Regions from separate parts of the Rattus norvegicus genome. Here all the other regions are linked to region 1. A link is a contact called in public Hi-C data. All regions are on one chromosome and are shown on one strand. Each heading gives the region's core, a stretch centred on a gene start, on an enhancer-like site or on the middle of the called end of the contact. The rest is flanking DNA. Distances are from core to core; before and after follow the strand shown. Region 1 holds the start of Tcf7l2 (transcription factor 7 like 2). Region 2 has its middle 25 kb from the start of Habp2. Region 3 overlaps Vti1a (vesicle transport through interaction with t-SNAREs 1A). Region 4 overlaps LOC103691380 (a long non-coding RNA gene). Region 5 has its middle 200 kb from the start of Habp2. Region 6 overlaps Vti1a (vesicle transport through interaction with t-SNAREs 1A). Region 7 has its middle 250 kb from the start of Habp2.

Region 1 (3,113 bases), core at 262-2,761:
ACCCAGTCCACAAAAGGCAGAGAAAAAGTTTGGAGAGTTCGGGCCGCGAGAGGGGGGGAGGGGAGGGGGGAGGGGCGGGGCGGGGGAGGGGCAGGGCATGCGGGGCCGGCAGGCGGGCAGGGCGGGGAGCGCGGTGGCACTTACGGTTCGGGCGGTGGGCGAGAGCGATCCGTTGGGGAGGTAGGGGCTCGTCAGGTCGGGGATCATGATGAAGGGGTAGCCGGGATACGGTGGCCCCTTAAAGAGCCCTCCATCTTGCCTCTTGGCCGCTAACATGGCGGGGCGGCGGAGGGGACGGCGGCGGCCGCGCGGCGCGGGAGAGAGCGGGAGAAACTTTTTAGCAAGTGTCCCCCCGAGGGCCCGCGCGCGTCCCCAGGGCCCGGCCGGCGCGGGAACTCGGGTAGGGTGGGTAGGGAGTGGGGCGAGGGCACCCGCCAGGCCGACCCCGGGGAGGGGGAACGCGATCGCGCGGTTTTGGGGGCGCGCGGGGCGCACTCACCTTCTTCCAAACTTTCCCGGGATTTATCTCGGAAACTTTCGGAGCGAGGCGGAGGCCGTCTTTCCGCCTTCCCGGAGGGGCGAGGTGGGGAGGGCGAGGGGTGAGAGCCGCGCCGAGGGGGTGCAGGGAGGGAGGGTCGGCGGAGAAAGGGGTGCAGAAAAACACGGTTACAAGTTTTCGCAGCCAGCAGCCCGGGCCACCGTCCGCGCCGCCCGCAAGCCCGACCCGCCTCGCCTCGCCTTCCAGCCCCGCTCTCCCGGCCGGGGAACCGGCTGGAGCCACCCGCCAGCCCGAGGGGCTCTTCCTACCTCGGAATCGGAGGAGCTGTTTTGATTCGTCTCTGATTCATTGACCAACGACGACTTGACATCGGCTAAATCCCTCTCCGCCGAGGAGTTTTCCGAGTTCTTCTCCTCCTGCTCGCCTTCGTCTTTGAAGGAGATCAGTTCGTCGTTAGCGCCTAGGTCATCTCCTCCACCGCCGTTCAACTGCGGCATTTTTTTTTTCACCCACCAGCAGCAATTTTGGAAGAAAAATGAAGGAGGAAGAAAAGGAAAAAAAAAGAAAAAAAAAGAAAAAAGTTTTGCGAGTCCCCCCCAAAAAAAATACTGCAAGAAAAAGACGAGTCCAAGGTTAACTTTTTTTCCTGCTTTGGGGTCTTTCTCTCCTGGGGAGGGGAAAAGAGGGAGGAGGGGAGGGGAAGGGGGAGATCTTCTGCACGCGTGAGTTTGGGTTTCTTTTTTCTCTCGTTCCCAAGGATCCGATCAATGTGCAAAAAAATAATAAATAAAAAAAGGGGGGGTAAAAAAAAAAAACAACAACAAGAAGAAGTCAGATATAAGAGCAAAGGGGGGGGGAAGCCGAAGACACCGAAGGAGCTCGTGCCGCTCGGATTTGAGTGAGTTGAAGTTAGACTGAGCTTTTCAGTTCAAAGGCGGCGCTGATTGACAGATAGAAAAAGGGGGATCGAAATCCGGAGGAACGGAGTAGTCTGGGAGCGGAGATTATTGACAGGGCGAGAGGAACACACTCGCCTTAATGAGATGCCAGGGGGCGGGGCCTCGCGGGTGACGTGTGCATAAATAAACAGCCGGGGTGGGCGGGGCGGGGGCGGCCAACAATGATCCTTTGGGCGCCGGGAGAGGGAGCGGGGCGGGCCGGGGCCGCGGGAGGCGCGCGGGGTGCGGCCTGTGCGCTGCGTGCGAGCCGGGCGCCCGGACGGTGCGGGCCTCGCTCCTGGAGGGGGCGGGTTCCGAAAGACAATGCGGACCGGGAGAGGAGGGGAAGGGGGTGGCAACCCAGTCCGGAATCTGAGCCGGAGAAGGCGGAAGGAAAGCCCACTTGGGGGGCGGGGATGGGGAGAGGCCCAGAAAAAGTGTTAGCCAGAAGTCCTGAAGATGGGGTCCAGGAGGGGAGGACTATGGGACACAAGGACAGGGTGTTCAGTGATTAAGCCCCCGATGAAGTTGGCCGCACTGGGGCGGGAAGAGACATGACTGGTCCAGAAGAAGGCTCACCCCTCTTGCTCTAAGAGAACCTGGGGAAGCGGAGAGGCTGGGCCATCCACAGGGAGGCTGACCCACAGGGCTCCCCTCCCTTTTTTGTTTAATGACAGTGAATCATGTCATTGAATGTAAAGTCCCACTAGGTTAAATATGACAAGAAGGCGTTTTGTCCAAGAAAACAAATACTATAGGTTTGTCTGGAGTATTAAAAATATCCTTAAGGGTAATGTAAAGTTTTTTTGTTTTTTTTAACTGACGTTGGAAGTAGGAAGTGATGTAGGATTCAAGTCCTTTTCGACTTTGGAGGTGAAATGTTTGGGCGGTAACAGCTCATAGGAAAATAAAAGTGAAACTTCACCAAGCCCTGGGGAGGAGTGGGGCTGGAGTTTTTCTCCAAGAGGGTCTGAGAGGATGTCCAGAGACTGTAGATGTTGAGGGCCCTGGCAGAAGACAGTCACCAAAGCTGGCCTGGAAGCCCTCGGGGAAGAGGTGGGCAGCCTAGGAGTTGAGACCCATGTTTGTTGGTTTTTAAGTTCCAGTGAGGGCAAACTGATTTGCTATGAGATGGTGAAGAAAATGTCGAAGGAGAAAGGCGGGATCCCCAAACCGTGTTGCGGCATGGTAGACTCAGAAGAGCTTTTCCTTGCAAATATCTAATGACAAGTGGACTGGGACATCCAATGTGAAAGAGGAAATATATATACATATATCTTGGAAGGAAATAATAAATCGATAAGAACTGGCAACTACCATTAGGTGTGATGTTGTTCTGGGGTCCACAACGTATTAAATTAACCCACCCTCCCCTTTAATAAGCAAATCCATTGTAGATTTCCAAAAGTAGCCAATTTACCGTGTAATATTTAGAGAATTTGGGGTTTCAACAAAACTGTTCTACAGGCTAAGGCCTCAGAAAGAAGACAACAGAAAACAACGATACTGAGATTGACAAGGCCAACGAATCCCCCTGCACTGGGGGGGAAAAAAATCCCAAGCACATTTGCACACTAAAGCCGGAAGATGCAGACAAAAATAAGGATGGGGTGGGGGAGACGGCTGAGAATCACCATCCCACCTCCTAACTTTCATATTCATCAGAAAACCAGAAG
Region 2 (3,113 bases), core at 235-2,734, 500 kb before region 1:
CAGAGGAAAGAAAATCCATCATCCTCAGCTTAGGCACCCAGGAGGCACCAACCGGCAGGAAGTGGCCTGCAGGAAGTCCTTGAGACAGGAAAGGAAATAGTCATGCAGGGTCTATTTACTCTGGAGACTTAGTATCTGAGGGGCATGGCTGCCGCTTTTAAGAACCAAATAGATCTTCTTGAGAGAATTTTGTCAAACCTTGGGTCTTTACCACGGTTCCTGAAGGCACTTCCTGGGAGTTTCTCTCCCTGTAGGACTGTCCTTGTGCCCATGAGAATTCATAGCGGTGTCTCCAACTTCTGTTCATTCTGTTCCTCCAACAACTCGGTTCCCGGTGACCAGAAATAAGCCAGGGCACTACTGAATATCCTAGCTAGGGAGCTAGGCTAAGCTGTCCCCACCCGAGGATCACCAGAAAGATAAAGGCTGGATTCGGTTTTCCGTTCATCTACCGATGCTCCAGAGAGTTACTGCCTCCTGCCAGTCACGGACAGTGCATGCACCTGCCAGCCACAGATAGCGCATGCGCCTGCCAGTCATCGATAGCGCATGCTCCAGGCCTTGGCTTTTTGTAACCTCCTAGATCTATGCCTGCCATGCTCGCTTTCCCACTGTGTATTCTTGCGAGGTTTCCCATTCCCCAGGTTTGGGGTGTTCCTTAGGTTTCTTTTGTCCTGGAACCCACACATTCAGGTGCGTTGTTTAGATGAGCTGTTCTACCCAGGAGGGAGCAGTCGGGATCCCACACAGGGGAAAATACGGGTCCTCCCAGCGGCCCCCTGCTGGGATGAGTTATAGAATCAGTAAACACTGGCTTGGCACAGGAGACTTCTCAGTGGAGCTGCCTGCAGGTTGTGTGGGAGACTTGGGGTACAGCCTTTCGGAGTGCTCTCCTGTGCCAGCGGCCGCGGCGGGGGCTTTTTAGTCATGCAGCAGCAGCTTGTGTTAGTTTCCAGTTAGTAACCTGCTCCCATCCATGTCCCTGTCCATCCCTTTTAGGGCCATCTTCTGACTATCCAACTCCACGGCCTTCCCATCCCGTCATTCCAGCCATTGGCTGCCACGTGCATGTGGTGTTGCATTTCCCCTGAGTGTAGACCTCTTGGGACAGGCCTCTGCCTGGTCTGCCTCAAAAGGCATCTGCAAGCATGGGAGTGCCAAGGGCTGACACAGAAGGAAGGATGAGAGACACCGCTGAAGACTTTACTACTCTTGTGTCCCAGAGGAGTGGACCCTTGTCACCAGGGTAGCAGACAGAAGTACGGTGAAGAGAAGTCAGGGCCTGAGCCTTTGCCTGGCCTACACGGGAACAGCAAGACACATTGGGACTGGCTTCAGGGAGAAATCAGGGTAGGGTGTGGGCTCCATGGGTGGCCCCTTTCCCAGGGTGGGGGAATGCTGGGAAATTGGGATTGTGACCACAACAGTCTCTGTTCACCCCTCAGCACTCCATTAAGGCCTAAGAGGCATTGGGTGGTGTGAGTCATGAATTCCTGTGTCATGTTGTTTCTTCTCCTGTAGGCACGAATGGAGAATAAGACAGAGACATCAGTTCCCTTAGAAAGGATGTGGCAGAGAGGAGGCCACTGACCCAGATCTGCGTGAGACTAAGCACTTAGCTTGGAGCTGGACCAAGTTGGTTCAAATTACTGGGGCAAAGTCACACCTTAGCCTCTAGCTCTTCTTCCTCAAGCTGCACATGCAGAGACAGCTTGGGGCAGCGAATGGGACTTGGATTATACACTGAATGTACGAGGTGCCGGCTGATCTTGGGAGACTTAGGATTTCCTCGGAGACAGGAAGAGTCAAAAGAGATCTGGACAGGGTGGGGATACTAAGGCCAAAGGGATTCTGGGAGGTAAGGGAGGTGAGGGGGTTAGCCAGGGAGCACTGAGTACCAGGCAGTGTTTGTGAGGGGGCTAGCCAGGGAGCACTGAGTACCAGGCAGTGCTTATCCCAGAGAGATAAAGGGAGGCTGGGACACTGGGCTCCTGATCTTCATTTATACCGCTCTGGATGTTCGAAACCCTTGCCCGTCCTTCATGGTATTTGATTCTCACAACACAGTAGGGTAGACATTTTTTCTCAGTGACCAGGAAAGAGCGGCCCGGGGCTTACAGATGGACATAAAGAACAGGGAGGTGAGGCAGGACCAGATTCTAAGCCAAGTCCTCTGCCTCTAAATTCACTCTGATTTTCAAAGGACAGCAACGTGATGAAAAACACTTTTGATACCACTGTGGTAACAGCTACCGTTTGTCTCGGGCTGGGCGCTACGCTCAGAGCCTTGAAGTCATCGCTGTCACCATGTTCCTGTGAGGAAGGTCCTCTAATCCTCCACTGTGCTCAGGTGGGGAAGCTGAAGCCCAGAGAGATTAAGACACTTGCCCACGGGGCAGAGCCGTGATTGGAACCAAGATGAATCTGGCTTCAAATCTGTGTGTGTGACCTTTGTAATATTTCGCCTGGCCCTCAAAGAGGTGGGCTCCGGGGGCCCTTGTCCCCACGACCTGATGCTGTTTGAAAAGATAGGAGGAAAGGAAGGCAGCTCTCCAAACCTTCAGCTTATCTGAGCTACAGACAGCATACGGCTTCCTCAGGAAGGGTAAGGAAGAAGACTGTCTGAGTCCTGGGTCCACAGGTGACCCACTCAGAGCAGGTCTTCACACCTGCGGCCTTCTCCCAAGGCCTAGATACAGTCACTTTGCCAGTGCCTTCCCAGTGGAGTCTGTACTAAAGAGGGCTGTGGTGGTTTGGACTTGAAACATCTCCACAGGCTTGTGCTCAGAAAATTCAGCTCCCGATGCACAGTACTGTTTGGAAGAATGTAGGCCTGTTAAGAGGTGGGGCCTGACTGGTCCAGAAAGAGGCACAAGGGGCGGGCCTTTGAAAGTTATCCGGCCCCTGGTTCTGGCCTGCATTTTCTACTTCAAGATCAGCCACTGTGTGGACAGCTGTTCCACCTCATGGACCTACTGCTTCAGACAGAACGCTCCCTCCCTTCCAACCTCCTTCCCCGCCAGGATGGGCTGAAAGCCCTCAGAAGCTGAGAGTCTAAATCTTTCCCTCCATGCTTTAGTTAACTGTTTGGCCCTGATGACACAGGCATTCAT
Region 3 (3,113 bases), core at 174-2,673, 410 kb after region 1:
CATGTTCCAAACACCAAGTAACATTTTCCCATTAATTTTTAAACCAATGTGGCTTTAACTTAAAATAAACTGTACATCAAAAGAATGGAAAATAAACAGCCAGGAACACAATTTGACGAATTGGATTTATTTAGTTTATTTATCTAAACAGGGACCATTGGATCTCTTTAATAGGCTGACAGTTGCACTGGGCTGGTTAATAAAACATTCAACACAGTGTCTTCAGCCAATATAGAAATGCAAATCCCATCAGAAATATTTTATTCATGAGGCAGTAATTTCTGTTCCTAGCACAGTCGCTTCCTTCCTTCCTTCTCTTTCTTTTCTGTTTTTGATGGCGCTCTGCAAACAAACAGTGCCATCTAGTGACTAATGAGAGAGTCCAGTCAGTCACAGGCTTAGCGTTAATCTGACACATTTTTAACTCATTTTTCTTATTTCAAGTAAGATGACAGATACAAGTAAACAGAAAGGTTGAAAGCAGCTTCCCATTAAGAAATATTATAACTTAGAAAACTTCTAAAACCATAAACCATATACATGTACACATGAGAGCGCACACACACACACACACACACACACACACACACACACACCAATTTACCACTCTATCTAGAAAATACATACTTCATCTATTTAGAAAAATCAAAATGTTATAAAGCCTAAATAAAAAACTGGCTCTTAATGGTACCATAATCTTAATTTCTTTTTTAGAAAAACCATTGTCACATAAGGAACTCTTCTTAATTAAACAACAAACCCATGTCAGACTCTGACAACACCGAAAGACAGGTAAGCTTACACAGGATGCATATGTGCGCGCACACATATCTGTACCAGGGCACGCATGGCCTGTCTGCCAGGCTTCTGTGAATATAGAAGTTGTTTCCACAGGTCATCAAAGTCCACAGTACCTAAGGACTAAGGACCTAATATTCTCAAGACTGAGGATAAAATTACTCACACTGGAAAATGTCAAAGCCTCCTAAATCAAGGAAATCTATTATGGCCCACCGCAAAAGTTAGCACAAAGTCCCAACAAGACAATCCAGTGTGCCAAGATCATACTACTACTTCACTGAAGAACACGTGATGAGGGACGGTCAAGGGCATGAACCTGTGATATTTCCTACATGGGGAGGCCAGAGCAATGCACAGCTCGCCTGCTTCCCTGGAGGCAGGGTTATGGCTGCCTTCCTAAGACAATGTGTGTGCACCACTTATGCTCAACTTTGTAGGGCTACCAAGATTAAGAGTCTAAAACAAAAATCTTACTAACAAAGATGGCTGCTTGCACAACAGCTTTCTAATCACTTGCCCTGGTGCAGTATGACAAAATCCTCTTCTGTAGAAGGATCATGTGTGCACACATGCACATGCTTTCCCTGAAAGGTCACAGGCAGGGACAAGTGCCTCAGAGAAAGAGTCTGTGGTTTCAGTGAGTTCAGAGTTCAGCAAGCTTGGAGAACCACAGATGTCTGCCAGCCTTGTCACAGCTGTGACTCTTCCTGGGGAGGAGGCCCTTAGAAAAAGAATCCCAGCTGCATCCCACCCTGGAGTTGGTGAAAGCCCCAGTCACAGAGACTTCTCCTCAACTGTTTGACACACTTTAGAAGGAGTGGAGGTGCTCAGCTCCCATCCACCCCCGGTTGTTATTTCTCAGTGCAGAAGTGACTGTCAGTGAGCATGTGAGGAGAAGAAGCCAGAACAAACCGCCTAGTGGTGAGCTGCAAAGCTGGAAACTCTTTATTGATCTATCTTTTTAGAAATGATACCAATTAAAAACCCTACTGGAATATATTCACCGCAGCACAGTAAGTTGTGAAGGAAATAAATAGAAATATACAGGGGTTGGGAATTTAGCTCAGTGGTAGAGCGCTTGCCTAGCAAGCGCGAGGCCCTGGGTTTGGTCCCCAGCTCTGAAAAAAAAAAAAGAAAAAAGAAATATACAGGTATCCAGCCGATGTTAGGATCGTTGAAAAAACATGCTTCCATTAAAATGATCTAGAGATTATGGAAATTTAAACTGTAACATTAGAACACATATTTATAGAATGTGGACGGTGTGACATCATTGTTATGGAAAACTATTTACAGGAAAGGAGAGATTAGAAAACAGCCACCCACCAGCATTTCTGACCTCAGCCATTCTGACTGGTGTGAGGTGGAATCTCAGGGTCGTTTTGATTAGCATTTCCCTGATGACTAAGTATGTTCAACGTTTCTCTAAGTGCTTCTCAGCCATTTGCAATTCCTCGGCTGCGAATTCTCTATTTAGCTCTGTACTCTACTTTTTAATAGGGTTAGTTGGTTCTCTGGAGTCTAACTTCTTGAGTTCTTTGTATATTTTGAATATTAGCACTCTATCGGATGTAGGGTTGGTAAATAGATATTGGTGAGGATGTGGAGAAAGGAACACTCCTCCATTGCTGGTGGGACCACAAGCTGGTACAACCACTCTGGAAATCAGTCTGGAGGTTCCTGAGAAAATTGGACATAGTACTATACCACTCCTAGACTCAGCTATACCACTCCTGGGCATATATCCAGAAGATGTTCCAACATACAACAAAGACACATGCTCCACTATGTTCATAGCAGCCTTACTTATAATAGCCAGAAGCTGGAAAGGACCCAGATGCCCTTGAACAGAGGAATGGATTCAAAAAATGTGGTACATCTACACAATGGAGTACTACTTAGCTATCAAAAACAGTGACTACATGAAATTCATAGGCAAATGGATGGAACTAGAAAATATCATCCTGAGTGAGGTAACCCAATCACAAAAGAACACACCTGGTATATACTCACTGATAAGTGGATATTAGCCCAAAACCCATAATGCCCATAATACAACCCATAGAACATAAGAAGAAAGAAGTGGATGCTTCAGTCCTGCACTGAGGGGAGAACAGGATGATTGTGGGAGGTGGAGGGAAAGGGGGACTGGGAGGGAGAAAACAAAGGGGGCAGCATCAGGATCTGGAGGAGAGGTGAGAGAGGTACAGAGGGTCAGGAAATCCAACAAAAGCATGTAGCAGGGGGATGAGGAACTGGGGGTAGCCACTGGAGGGTCTCAGACACCAGGGCAACGTGAGGCTCCCAGGACC
Region 4 (3,113 bases), core at 382-2,881, 390 kb before region 1:
ATTTCGCCTTTATTTTATCTACCTACCAACATCTCAGCAGGACTGAGGGAAGGATGGTGTTTTCACACTCTTTGGAAAATTGGTTTTAAATGTTAGGGAATTTCTAATCTGCTTTTTAGAACCCTCAAGGCCAAGAGTCTTGAAAGGGCAGAGGTGAATATCTTAACATTGTGTTGAGTTTCCATTTTCTACATTACTTGACTATTCATACAAATTACTTGATAAGAACTTTTTTTTAAGTAGTCACATAAAGTCTGTGGGCATAGAGCCAGGTGCATGATGATCACGTGACTGGAGATGGGTTGAGACGGAGGCGTGGAGTAGATGCTTTGTTAGGAAGGACAGCCTCGCCTCCACCTATTCCCAACCCTTGTTGGCCACTTGTGTTCTCAGGGATTCAGCCAGCCTTAACCACATTGAAAAGTCATAGACCATTGACTGAGCGGGTATAACTGGGCTTCCATTCCGCGGCCCTCACAATCTCACTGTCTCTGTTGCTACTTCAAAGTGAGACTCAGAGGCAAAGGCTTTCCAGCTGGAGCTGTGAGGGGATGAAGGTGGGATTTCTGATTTCCAGTCCTGCAGTGTCAAGCTTACCCGGACGCTGAAGGGACTACCCTGTTGTTTAGCTTACAGGATTCTGAGCCAAGTTGTCTGAGGCTCTGGTATTTTGATAGTTGATCTTCATGGTTTACTCAATTGGATTATGAAGTACTGTGAGGGTGTTTCCGGAAGCTATCGAATCCTGAAGGCTCTGTGCTAATGGATGGGCCCATCTACTGATGGCATTGGAGGTGGATGTAGAGTGAGGCCTAGATGGAGAGAGTAGGTTACTGGGACATGCCTGGCTCTTTCCAAAGCCCCTTCTTCTGCTTCCTGGCTGGCATGGAGTGAACTGCTCTACTGTGGCACACCTCCTTACAGTGGGACTAACGCCTCCAAAACCAGGAGACCGCAATAATAATTCCTCCCTTTAAGTCGTTTTCCCAGATAACTGGCCACAGCAACCAGCAGCAGCAAATGCTGCTCACTTGGCTGTGCCCACACATTCTTGGTTCCTTCATCTCTAATGCTCAGTAAGGACCCCAGGGGCTAGTCCATGGAGATAGCAATAAGAAACGTGGAGGAGGGAAGAGAGAACGTGACATAAAAGATCTCGTATGATATCCCAGTTAGCTTTTTGTCACGTTGACACAAGCTAGAGTCATCTGGGAAGAAAAAAAAACATAAATTAAGAAAATGTCCCCATCAGATTGGCCTGCTATCAAGTCGGTGGGCATTTTCTTGATCAATAATTGAGGTTAGATGACTCAGCCTACTGTGGGCAGGGCAACCTTGGCAGATGGTCCTGGGTTGTATAAGCAAGAAATCTGAGCAAGCCCTGGATAGCAAGCCCTGGATAGCAAGCCAGTAAGCAGTGTTCCTCTCTGATCTCTGCTTCACTTTCTGCTTACAGAGTTCCCGCTTTGACGTCCTGCCCTGATTTTCCTCACGGATGACTGCGACCTGGAGCTGTAAGTTAGAATAAACTCTCTTCTCTCCAAGTTACTTATGGCCACGGTGTTTTTACCACAGCAACAGAACCCCTGACTAAGCCGCATGACTTAGGAATGACTGGGTATAAATGCATTTAAATTACTTACACTTTCCACCTTATTAGGATCTCCTGGTATGTCTTAAGTGACAGACCCAGTAGTCGTGGTTCTCTACTGCCTAGAGAAAGGAAGCTAGTGGGAGATGTGCTGGATTGCAGGCGCCTTATGGAATCACCCACGGTTCACAGGAAGTAAACACTGACTAGAAACACCGCCATACTTGCCCAAGAGCCCCAGCTAAAGGACTTCAGCTCCCTTCCGGGGACTTTATCAACATACCTTTTTGTGTGGAATAAAACACCTCTTGAAATAACATCTCAACTTGAGGAAAGATGTTTAAAAGAAATGGTCTTGAGGGGAAGAAAGCACACAGGGCTCCCGATGGCTCCCCGAAAGTCATAGGCTGTGTGGAAGCTAAAAGAGGCACTCATATCTTAGTCTTTTACAGTTCCACAATGCTAAGGTTTCTTACCACAGCTATGCACTGTCTCATCTTAAGACATGGAGATACCGGTCCTGTTCTCAGGAGCACGCTCTGTGGAAACTGCCCCTAGAACCTTCTCCACGATTAAAAAGAAAAAAAAAAATGGGAGGAAATTACTTCCTCTAGGCGGCCGTTCCAGGTGGGACACATTACTGCCATTCCTTACCTGAAGGATGAGCTTCGTTAATTCCACCTATTATTTATCGACCCACCCTAGAGCTACACCGTGAGTAAGAGCCAGGAACAGGCCCGGGGAGCCAGGCCTACAGACTGTGCAAGGGAGGTGCCTGCTTGGTCTGAGCATTTCTCTCAAGGAGGCCGACAGTGCGTTACCAGTTTGGGCCTCTGGTCCCGTCTTTATGACATGTGTTCTGGTGGGACAGGAGCCAAGGAAGCTCCTGGCTTCCAAGGAAGGCTTAAAGGCTCCAGAGGCCCGACCCAGCCGAAGGTTCTGGGAAGGCTTCTCTCCACATGCGACTTTGTGGCCGGGAACAGGGAGATGAGGAGCCGGACTGATGAGGTGAGAGGACTGGGATCTGGGCTGAGCACCCAGACAGGCCCTGAGGTTCCCAAGGACAGCCCAGCCTTCAGGAGCCTCAGAGCCTCAAGGGCAGACACAGGATGGGGCCAAGAAGTCACGTGGTAGCTTGAAGAGTGTGGGATTCTAAACTTTTCCCTGAGAACAGTTCAAAGTTCCTGAGAGGTTTCTCCTAACGGGCGTATTCCACTTGGCCCCACCCGGTCCAAACTCTACTCCTGCCAATTATGGGCGCCTTGTGATCCGCTTCATAGCAGAACCAAGCCACCCCAGAGAAGATCCTTTAAGCATGACAGCCTATGTTGCCTCTTCCCCTCTCTTTGTCTCTTGCTGTCTGGTAGAGACCATAAAATCTATCCAGGGAACTTTTGGCGAGGAACGCAAATTAAACTAATTGTTCTAGCCTCACAGCCTTGCCCAGAGCTTCAAAAGGGGCATCGAATACCACCACCCCGACCAGTGAGACAAGCGAATTAAAACTGGTGGGGCCAGAAGT
Region 5 (3,113 bases), core at 265-2,764, 330 kb before region 1:
CTGACACTGGGACGGTCCCAGTGGGTGGAGGAATGCTACTGGGAAAGTCTACCCAGCCTGAGAGCCAAGGGCTGTCTCTATTCCTCCACACCAGAAGGCTTTGCCAACTGCGTTCCATTCTCCGAGTTCACAGAGAGACTTGGAAGTTTTAATGTTCTTTTAAACCATATTTTGAGGACCAGAGTTGTGGCTTGTCTAGCACGAGTAAGACCCTGGGTTCAGTGTGTGTGTGTGTGTATTGTGTGTGTGTGTACTGTGTGTGTGTATTGTGTGTAGTGTGTATATTGTGTGTGTGTGGTGTGGGGAGAGAGAAAGAGAGAGAAAGAGAGAGAAAGAGAGAGAGAGAGAGAGAGAGAGAGAGAGAGAGAGAGAGAGAGAGAGAGAGAGAATACAGGGTGAGGAATTGGGATAATATTTGCTCCGTTCAAATGTAAAATCTTGCTATTTGTATTGTCTAACTATTCAGCAGGTCATACTGGTTATATTTTATGCATTATAATTACTGGGAAGCGAATACCCTCAAACACCTCCATAACTAAAACATTTGTTGTTTTTCTTCCCCCACCTCCTACAAGTGGTGTCAGCTGGAGGAGCCTTACAGTTAGGCAAGCACGCCACTGCTAAGCTGTACCCTACCCCAAAGCACTGATGTCTTGTTTGGGAACAAGGTTATTCCAAGCAGCTGTAGAACTGCTGAGCTCAGCTCTTCTTCGCTAAACTTAGTTCGTTCAGCTTGGTGATGTGTGTTTTCCTTCAGGGATGCGGGCTGAAGTTGCCTCGGCTCTTCCTGGTAGAGAACAAATGTTCCCGAGGTCACATGGAAGCACTTGATGCCAGCCAGAGTCTCTGCTCACAGCCCGCACACTTGTCTCCTCTACTCACATTCGTGGGTCAGGTGCACGACAAATGGTGAGACCGAAAACAAACAGCCAGGAATGTCTGGAACAGTAAGAGCAGGGTCGGCTACCACGCTAGCTACTCCTCCGTGCCTGTGGTAAAATGCCATGACCAAAGGCTAGGGAGGAAGGGAAGAAAGGTTTATTTTGGTTTCCGGTTCCAGAGGGACAGAGTCCGTGATGGTGAGAGGCATAGCAGAGGGAGAGTAAGGTCAGCCGACAGGAAACAGAGTCACGTTTCTACCCCCACACAGAGAGAGCAGAGAGGGAAAGAACAGGGTCAGGGTGAGGCTGTAAATCCTCAGGGTCTTTCCGTCTGCTCTAAGGGCTGCTGGGAAGAGGTAGCGCAGCCGCACTCGGCTGTGGGGCTTGGTTCCCTCCATTGATTTGGCCGAGTCATGGCGTTTAGCGCCGAATCCAATGCGAGATGTTACTACGAAGGAGGAGAATTTTGTATGAACTTTCTGTCTAAAAGAGGGGGTTTTGAATAATATGAATCAGTTTCCATCACGTGGGCGGGGCGTCTCATCCATCCAGTCAGTTAAAGGCCTGACAGGAACCCACGCTGATCTCCCTTTGACAAGAAGGAGTTCGACAAGCACGTGGCTTTGGGTCTGGACCGCAACTCCTACAGGCTTCCCTGCCTGCCAGCTCCCCTGATGATGTGGCACTTGGCAGTATCCTTAAACCTACACTCAGAAAAACAAATGCGTGCTTTGGCTTCTGTTTCTCAGGAGAACTCTGCTCATCAGCGTGCGGTGGGTGAAGGGCGGCCTCTGCTGAGATTTGGGTCAGTGTTCTGGGAGAAATTCTCCCTTCCTCTGGCATCCTCCAGCCCCCTGAGTGCTGACTCCGGGAAGCCCGTCCAGCACCATGATCCTGCTTTTGAAAACTTGTCTGTCTTGGGGGCCCAGCAGGCACCTCAGTCTGGATGTTATCCACGAGTCCTGCAGCCCAGTGACTAGTGTGGTGTCCAGGACATTGAATCGGAATGCTGTAATGCTGGCTGGCTGTGCTGTACTCCGAAACTGGTTTTTGTCATTATTGATGCTGATTCTTTTTAAAAGCTTTCTTTTTCTGTGTGTTTTATGTGTAGGGGTAGTGCCTCTGCGTGTATTTCTGCACACCAGGAGACACATCAGACAGTTGTAGGCTGCCATACGGGTGCTGGGAATTGAACTCAAACCTTTGGAAGAGTAGTGATTATTGACTTTTCTTATTTTAAGGACACATTCTCATGTAGCCCAAGCTGGCCTCTAACTCATCTTGTAGCTACAGAGGGTCTTGAGGTGATGGTCTCTGTTCCTCCACTCCGCAGATACCATAATTACAGATCTGTACTGACGTTTCTGTCTTCTGCTGCTTTATAATCAGTCTGGTTCCAGAAAGATCTGTGCTCAACACTGGTTCCCGCATGGTTTATGCCTTGTTTTGCTTGCCCAGGCTTTCATCTTTGGGTTTATGTATCTGTAGGTGTTTTGAATTTAGAAAGTCTGGGTAGATAGATCCTGAGGCATCTTTAACCTGAATTATTCATGCTTGTCCAAGGGCTGGGGTGGGGTTACACCAGTTAGAGATCCTGACAACCAGGTGACTAGGGAACTTTCACTCCTGTGCTTGTCCTAGGGCTGAGTCTTCCTGTGGAAATATTTTGCTGGCTACAGGTATGTCCTTTAACCTAGTTCTGGGAATTTCTGGATTCTTCCTTGCTCCCTTCATTCCTAGAAGCAGGAGGATGTTGTCAGAGGAACCTTCCACAGGAGGTAGCCCCCGGTGAGTCATGAAGAATGTTCAAGAGTCTTGCTACGGCCGGCCGAAGGTATTGTTCCCCCAGGGCCTGCAAGGAAGAGAAAGCCCTGAGACAGGAGCAAACTGGCCAAGACGTGCTGTGAGATCCTGTGCGAGCTTGCTGCCACCTGGCACTGTGCTGTCCAGGGGTGCCCGAAGCTCACTACGGGCAGTCATTTGTTAGACAGGACTCAGTGCAGACCACCTTCCTTTACACAGAGAGGATGCAGCCATGTCTCAACCATACAAGGCCTTACAGCTCCATTTTAAGCCTTTAAGACGGGCTACGCAAAGTTGGCCGCCAAGGACGGTTTTGCTGTCATGGGCAGCAAGGAGGAACAGTCTCTTACAACAGTGAGAGTGAACCAAAGCCCCGGGGTGGCCTGCTACTCAGTTTTATCTGCCAAGACTACCCCATTGCTCTGAAGG
Region 6 (3,113 bases), core at 359-2,858, 320 kb after region 1:
GCAGTGCAGCTCAGTTCGGCCCACGCAGACGGCACAGGGAAGCACCAATGCAGTGCAGCTCAGTTCGGCCCACGCAGACGGCGCAGGGAAGCACCAATGCAGTGCAGCTCAGTTCGGCCCACGCAGACGGCACAGGGAAGCACCAATGCAGTGCAGCTCAGTTCGGCCCACGCAGACGGCACAGGGAAGCACCAATGCAGTGCAGCTCAGTTCGGCCCACGCAGACGGCACAGGGAAGCACCAATGCAGTGCAGCTCAGTTCGGCCCACGCAGACGGCACAGGGAAGCACCCAGCTGCAGTGCAGCTCAGTTCGGCCCACGCAGACGGCACAGGGAAGCACCAATGCAGTGCAGCTCAGTTCGGCCCACGCAGACGGCGCAGGGAAGCACCAATGCAGTGCAGCTCAGTTCGGCCCACGCAGACGGCGCAGGGAAGCACCAATGCAGTGCAGCTCAGTTCGGCCCACGCAGACGGCACAGGGAAGCACCAATGCAGTGCAGCTCAGTTCGGCCCACGCAGACGGCACAGGGAAGCACCAATGCAGTGCAGCTCAGTTCGGCCCACGCAGACGGCACAGGGAAGCACCCAGCTGCAGTGCAGCTCAGTTCGGCCCACGCAGACGGCGCAGGGAAGCACCAATGCAGTGCAGCTCAGTTCGGCCCACACAGACGGCACAGGGAAGCACCCAGCTGCAGTGCAGCTCAGTTCGGCCCACGCAGACGGCGCAGGGAAGCACCAATGCAGTGCAGCTCAGTTCGGCCCACGCAGACGGCACAGGGAAGCACCCAGCTGCAGTGCAGCTCAGTTCGGCCCACGCAGACGGCACAGGGAAGCACCAATGCAGTGCAGCTCAGTTCGGCCCACGCAGACGGCACAGGGAAGCACCCAGCTGCAGTGCAGCACAGTTCGGCCCACGCAGACGGCACAGGGAAGCACCCAGCTGCAGTGCAGCTCAGTTCGGCCCACGCAGACGGCACAGGGAAGCACCAATGCAGTGCAGCTCAGTTCGGCCCACGCAGACGGCACAGGGAAGCACCCAGCTGCAGTGCAGCTCAGTTCGGCCCACGCAGACGGCACAGGGAAGCACCAATGCAGTGCAGCTCAGTTCGGCCCACGCAGACGGCACAGGGAAGCACCAATGCAGTGCAGCTCAGTTCGGCCCACGCAGACGGCACAGGGAAGCACCAATGCAGTGCAGCTCAGTTCGGCCCACGCAGACGGCACAGGGAAGCACCCAGCTGCAGTGCAGCTCAGTTCGGCCCACGCAGACGGCACAGGGAAGCACCAATGCAGTGCAGCTCAGTTCGGCCCACGCAGACGGCACAGGGAAGCACCCAGCTGCAGTGCAGCTCAGTTCGGCCCACGCAGACGGCACAGGGAAGCACCAATGCAGTGCAGCTCAGTTCGGCCCACGCAGACGGCACAGGGAAGCACCAATGCAGTGCAGCTCAGTTCGGCCCACGCAGACGGCACAGGGAAGCACCAATGCAGTGCAGCTCAGTTCGGCCCAAGCAGATGGTGGTTTGACTTTCACACGTGCTCCGCGGCTGGCGTCCTCGTCAGCAGTGTGTCTGTTCCAATGGGCTGATGGCCAGAGTCCTGTTCCTGTGACTCAGGGCAGCTACGCACCTCGCCCATTCACACAGAGGACTTTGGCAGCACCACTTACACAAGCTATGAGATGTGAATCAGCATTCTGTGGCGCCGTTTTCCTGTGTGTCCCCTGTGTTAGACTGGCCTGGCTCCAGCAAGGTTACATAAGCTATAAGCTATACAAGCTGGCCCACCACTGAGGAAGAGAACCGCCGAGCAGTCCCTTTCAGGAATACGACTGGTAGGCTGGAATGCAGACACCAGCCTGTGATAGCATTCTAGAACATCTGAATATTTTGGATAATTCTGCTTTCAAAATTAATCCAATGTAAATACATCATGGTCACTTTGTTTCAAAACTCTATAGAATTAAATGTACTGTACAATTAAATGCACAGACATTTCTTTCTATGTATAACCTCAATTATAGAAAATCCTCTCTATAAATGTATGGTGTGAAGTTGTCAGTTCAACTTGCTGGACATGAGCTACAGACACACACCCCCGTCCCCACCCACTGAAAGGGCCAGTGGCTCTGCCACAGCCCACGGGTCAATGCAGAAGTGCGAGGGAGAAACGCTTGGCCGTAAGACGTCAGCCCACAGCCTGGGCAGCTCATCCTACTGTCAGTCACGCTGAGTTGTAGGGAAGAATGGAGGGGAGCAAGCCGGCCCAGGCAAGGGAGCTGCTGTCACATACACGAACAGGCCCCTACTTCCCAGGCAAGGCAGACCTGGTGAGGGAGCAGTGTTTGGGGCCATGCTGACATTCTCCCAGAAGTGAGCATAGAGTGCATGTTACCTTGGGAATGAAAGTCATTTTGGTGAGCTTGGTCTTTTCTTTTCCTATCATATTCCTCCGCACTCATATTGCTCAGTCATAACCTGGGAAATAGCTTGACTTCTTAAGCAAAGTGGGGACTCTATCCCTCATGAGTTCTCACTATCAGGCTCTGCCACCCACTGTCAGCTGCTCCAGTTAATCCTCCGTTACAGTCCTGGACACTGGGATAGGGCTTTGGTAGCAGCAGCAAAGTCACCTATGATAATAGTAATAATGGTGAGGGGATGCTGAGCAAGCAGGACCAATAAAGTCAAGGACACATGTGTCCCTGTCTCTTCTGAGTCTGTGCTAAGCTAGATGTTCTTCAATGCGCTGTGGACTGTAGGCGAGCGGTCTGTCCACACCTCAGTGCCTCAGCTTCCCTGAAAGCTCAATGTGAACTCTGACACGGTGTGCTTTAGAGATGGGAGAAGACAGGAGTGTGGTATATGTGACTGACACAGTGTGCTTTACAAATGGTAGAGGACAGGAGTGCGGTATATGTGACTGACACAGTGTGCTTTACAAATGGTAGAGGACAGGAGTGCGGTATATGTGACTGACACGGTGTGCTTTACAAATGGTAGAGGACAGGAAGACAAGAGTACAGTATATGTGACTGCCATATGGCAGGTAACTTTGGGTATTCTGAAAGGGAAAAAGTAACTTATTTGGCAGCAAGAAAAAGCCCTGCCAG
Region 7 (3,113 bases), core at 212-2,711, 280 kb before region 1:
CACACATACACATAACACACACAAACATATGCACACATTCATACATACACACTCATACAAACATACCCCATATACAGGTACAACAGAGAGAGAGAGAGAGAGAGAGAGAGAGAGAGAGAATGTAACTATGCAACCAAGTGATTTTGAGTACTATAAATCCGTTGGACTTCCTTTGACTTTTAAACACCCCCTCATATTTCTATGCTGGTGGGCATGTTCCCTACAATCCTAAAAATTTGAATTCTCTTGTCAAACCACAGCTTCCTCTAGTGTTCTCTCACATCTGCTAATCAGATAGATGTCTTCAAAATCACCCTCATCCCCACCCTAACCAGCTCAGACGCAGGTGCCCATACAGAACAACATCCCGGTAGCCCTTCCACTCTGACAGAAAACAAGCTGTTAGATGGTGAGCATGGTACACAGTGAGGATGCATGCTCTCAGACTCCAACTATGACGGCGGATGCAGACAATGTCAGCCAATCGGATGGCTGACACAGACAATGCTAGCCAATCGGATGGCTGACGCGGACAATGTCAGCCAATCGGGAACTGCTATTTAAAAAAAGATGCTTTCTTGGGACTAATGGGGCGTGGGTAGAGGGTGTTAAAGGAGCTTGTAGCTGCGTTCAGACAAGCTTGTTGCTGCGTTTCTCACCTGCTCCTGGATTCTGTGCTGTTGATTCCCAAGCACCTCCAACCCCCAAGGACAAGTAGAGTTGGGAAGTGGGTGGCCCAGGCCACAGGCAGCATCTGACGCCCAATGTGCGGTCTATGGACTACTTCATCATCCTCGTTTTGTGGCGGCTTGCGAACCTCGGGGAGGGGGGAGGGGAGGGGAAAGGGAAGGAGAAGGGGGAAGAGGGAGGGAGTCATAAAAACCCCCAAGTGGCCCAGTTCTGGGCCACAAAGTCTCAGTATAAAGCACATGGCAGCCGCACACGACAGCGTGCCTGCTACAAGTGGTCCTCAGCAGCTGCCTTTCCATCCATCAGAGCTCCACCCAAGACATTACTGGGTCACACCAGGCAGGGTGTTCATGGCATGGCCAATGGGTATGGCTGGGCTGGTTCTCTGCTCCCAACAGTTAGGTGAAGCCTGAGAGCTGGCTTCTGGGGGAGCTGAGGCTCTCTGAGTGGAGTGCCCTAGACTGGGCTCAGGAGGAGCTGGAGGTGAAGGGTCATTTCCGCAGTGGAACTTGGGGTCAGGAGGAGCAGCAGGCGCTGCTGGGAACTTGACTGTGCAGCCCTGTGTCTTTTGTTGCCTTCGATTGTCCCTCCCGCAGCCTGCCATTGGGACCCCTGAATGCACTGCACACATTCTTGGCAGGCTGGGGCCTCAGTGCTGGGCTCAGGTTCATTAATCTGCCTGCCATTGAGCTGCTATGAAAAGGGGAAATTGTTTCAGGATCCAGAGAAGTAAGGGTGAAGGGATGAAGCAGGAGGAAGGCCCAGGCCGACTTCCCATGTGCAGCCAGGGCTGGGGCGCTGAGGCCCGGAGCCCAGAGCACCAGAAAGAGCTGGCAAGTCCTTCCCTGGAAAAACCTTCGGTGCACGTGGCCAGGCCATTAATTAGCCCAGTAACAGACGCTAACCCTGAGTCACCATGGAGCACAGACAATAAGGCCTGTGTGCTAAGGGAGATGACAAATGAGGGACACAGAGGGGAGGGTGACAGCAGAAAGGAAGATGAGGACCAGAAGGACTGCTGGGGCCAGAGAGCTGCAGTGAATCCCAAAGGCTGGCTGTGATGGAGAAGAGAACCTGAGATTGACCAGAGCCATGTAGAGATCTTCCCTTCCACTCCAAATGGACAAATGACAGTTTCGACAGCCACAGAATAGGCTTGCGTTGGGCTGAGTCCCTTTACGAAGGCCATAATCCAGAAGTGTGGGGCTGCTGAGTTCATTTTTTAATTGGAAATAGTATTTCCTTGTGTGGACATGCCACATTATTTATCTGTTTGCCAGTTGATGCACACTTGATCACTTCTACGTTTCGGTTCTTGCAAACAATGCTGCTTCGGGCTCATGTGTAGGTTTTACGGGGGTGATTTGACCTTGAACTCAGAGATCTGCTTGCTTCTGTCTCTTGGGATTAAAGGCATGTACCCCCTTGCTTGGGCCTAAGCTTTTCATGGCCACTGTTCCTCAAGATCCAGATTAAGTCTTTGTCTTTTAGCCTCAAGATCTGAATCACAAGTGTGCCCTCAGTTTGTGGACTGTAGTTTGTAGTGGTTTGTATATGCTTAGCCCAGGAAGTGGCACTATTAGACTTCATCTTCGGATGAAAATGTAGAACTCTCAGCCCTGCCTGTGCCATGCCTGCCTGGATGCTGCCATGCTTCCGCCTTGATGATGATGGACTGAACCTCCGAACCTGCAAGCCAGCCCCAATTAAATGATGTTCTTATAAGAGTTTCCTTGGTCATGGTATCTACTCACAGCAGTAAAACCTAACTAAGACATAGTTCATTCCAGTTCATTCCAAACTATTCTTTGTTCAATTGCAAACATGAACAATAAGCTTAGCTGGGTGGGATCTTGCTCTGAGATCATCACTCCTTTAATCTCTATCTTCTTGAACATGGGATTCAGCTTCCTTTCATTTCCTGGTGCCCCTTTATTATTACTTGAACCACACATTTTATATTTCTCCTTTCTATGTTTGCTACACTTGTTCAAAACACTCTTCATGAGAGTTAACCAGAGAACAGTCTTTGTTGAGCTTTTTTTGAGACTTCCTTTGTCAGTTCAATTAATATAAATATCTTTATCTTAGCCTCATGTAGGCTCTTCAGACAAGGGCAAAAAGCAAAGACTTTATTCACCAAGCTATCATAAGAACAGTCTCTTAGCCACATGTGAAGATTCTTCTCCTTTGAAACCTCTAGAACCAGGCTTCCACAGTTCAAGCCACCCTTAGCAACAAAGTTTTCCATATCCTTACTAGGATAGCCCATTAAGCCCCACTTAACCCATTTCATTGCTTTCCAAATCCAAAGTCCCCAAATCTACATTCTACCACAGCAGTACCCCACTTCTGGTACTAAATTCTGTCTTAGTTAGGGTTTTAATGCTGTGAACAGACACCATGACCAAGGCAACTCTTAT

The links. Hi-C and Micro-C count contacts between places; a contact is called where the count stands out from the background.
Region 2: a Hi-C map of the A7r5 cell line shows a contact between it and region 1, with 4 times the contacts expected there. The contact joins the enhancer-like site here to the promoter of Tcf7l2 in region 1. A contact is called at or near these places in 1 of 12 Hi-C or Micro-C datasets (the A7r5 cell line) and 1 of 1 datasets of contacts at active chromatin or transcription factors (oligodendrocytes).
Region 3: a contact with region 1 is called in a Hi-C map of Schwann cells, with 11 times the contacts expected there. The contact joins the enhancer-like site here to the promoter of Tcf7l2 in region 1. A contact is called at or near these places in 3 of 12 Hi-C or Micro-C datasets (the A7r5 cell line, Schwann cells and frontal cortex) and 1 of 1 datasets of contacts at active chromatin or transcription factors (oligodendrocytes).
Region 4: a contact with region 1 is called in a Hi-C map of the A7r5 cell line, with 3 times the contacts expected there. The contact joins the enhancer-like site here to the promoter of Tcf7l2 in region 1. A contact is called at or near these places in 5 of 12 Hi-C or Micro-C datasets (the A7r5 cell line, Schwann cells, frontal cortex and 2 more) and 1 of 1 datasets of contacts at active chromatin or transcription factors (oligodendrocytes).
Region 5: a contact with region 1 is called in a Hi-C map of mammary epithelial cells, with 2.1 times the contacts expected there. The contact joins the enhancer-like site here to the promoter of Tcf7l2 in region 1. A contact is called at or near these places in 1 of 12 Hi-C or Micro-C datasets (mammary epithelial cells) and 1 of 1 datasets of contacts at active chromatin or transcription factors (oligodendrocytes).
Region 6: a contact with region 1 is called in a Hi-C map of mammary epithelial cells, with 3 times the contacts expected there. The contact joins the enhancer-like site here to the promoter of Tcf7l2 in region 1. A contact is called at or near these places in 2 of 12 Hi-C or Micro-C datasets (Schwann cells and mammary epithelial cells) and 1 of 1 datasets of contacts at active chromatin or transcription factors (oligodendrocytes).
Region 7: a contact with region 1 is called in a Hi-C map of Schwann cells, with 7 times the contacts expected there. The contact joins the enhancer-like site here to the promoter of Tcf7l2 in region 1. A contact is called at or near these places in 1 of 12 Hi-C or Micro-C datasets (Schwann cells) and 1 of 1 datasets of contacts at active chromatin or transcription factors (oligodendrocytes).

Annotation. Positions count from the first base shown.
Region 1 is chr1:264,789,733-264,792,845 of GRCr8, reverse strand. Tcf7l2 (transcription factor 7 like 2) reads right to left here and starts at 1,511. Exons shown (of 15, transcript NM_001415805.1): 1 at 808-1,511; 2 at 500-566; 3 at 145-269. The coding sequence starts at 996. LOC120100061 (a long non-coding RNA gene) reads left to right here and starts at 265. Exons shown (of 2, transcript XR_005499758.1): 1 at 265-400; 2 at 683-1,045.
Region 2 is chr1:265,294,367-265,297,479 of GRCr8, reverse strand. No RefSeq gene overlaps it. Among named protein-coding and RNA genes, the nearest start is that of Habp2, 25 kb to the left of the region's middle. Within about 2 kb of position 1,484, at least 3 of the 93 cell types and tissues checked have an H3K27ac peak or open chromatin away from gene starts, as enhancers often do. A contact at or near this core is called in the A7r5 cell line, where this site is marked.
Region 3 is chr1:264,380,076-264,383,188 of GRCr8, reverse strand. All of the region lies in intron 3 of Vti1a (vesicle transport through interaction with t-SNAREs 1A), which reads right to left. Among named protein-coding and RNA genes, the nearest start is that of Vti1a, 20 kb to the right of the region's middle. Within about 2 kb of position 1,423, at least 4 of the 93 cell types and tissues checked have an H3K27ac peak or open chromatin away from gene starts, as enhancers often do. A contact at or near this core is called in Schwann cells, where this site is marked.
Region 4 is chr1:265,176,694-265,179,806 of GRCr8, reverse strand. LOC103691380 (a long non-coding RNA gene) reads left to right here. Exons shown (of 4, transcript XR_590740.4): 3 at 1,457-1,514. Among named protein-coding and RNA genes, the nearest start is that of Habp2, 140 kb to the left of the region's middle. Within about 2 kb of position 1,631, at least 5 of the 93 cell types and tissues checked have an H3K27ac peak or open chromatin away from gene starts, as enhancers often do. A contact at or near this core is called in the A7r5 cell line, where this site is marked.
Region 5 is chr1:265,115,387-265,118,499 of GRCr8, reverse strand. No RefSeq gene overlaps it. Among named protein-coding and RNA genes, the nearest start is that of Habp2, 200 kb to the left of the region's middle. Within about 2 kb of position 1,514, at least 26 of the 93 cell types and tissues checked have an H3K27ac peak or open chromatin away from gene starts, as enhancers often do.
Region 6 is chr1:264,468,311-264,471,423 of GRCr8, reverse strand. All of the region lies in intron 5 of Vti1a (vesicle transport through interaction with t-SNAREs 1A), which reads right to left. Among named protein-coding and RNA genes, the nearest start is that of Vti1a, 110 kb to the right of the region's middle. Within about 2 kb of position 1,608, at least 21 of the 93 cell types and tissues checked have an H3K27ac peak or open chromatin away from gene starts, as enhancers often do.
Region 7 is chr1:265,070,274-265,073,386 of GRCr8, reverse strand. No RefSeq gene overlaps it. Among named protein-coding and RNA genes, the nearest start is that of Habp2, 250 kb to the left of the region's middle. Within about 2 kb of position 1,461, at least 36 of the 93 cell types and tissues checked have an H3K27ac peak or open chromatin away from gene starts, as enhancers often do. A contact at or near this core is called in Schwann cells, where this site is marked.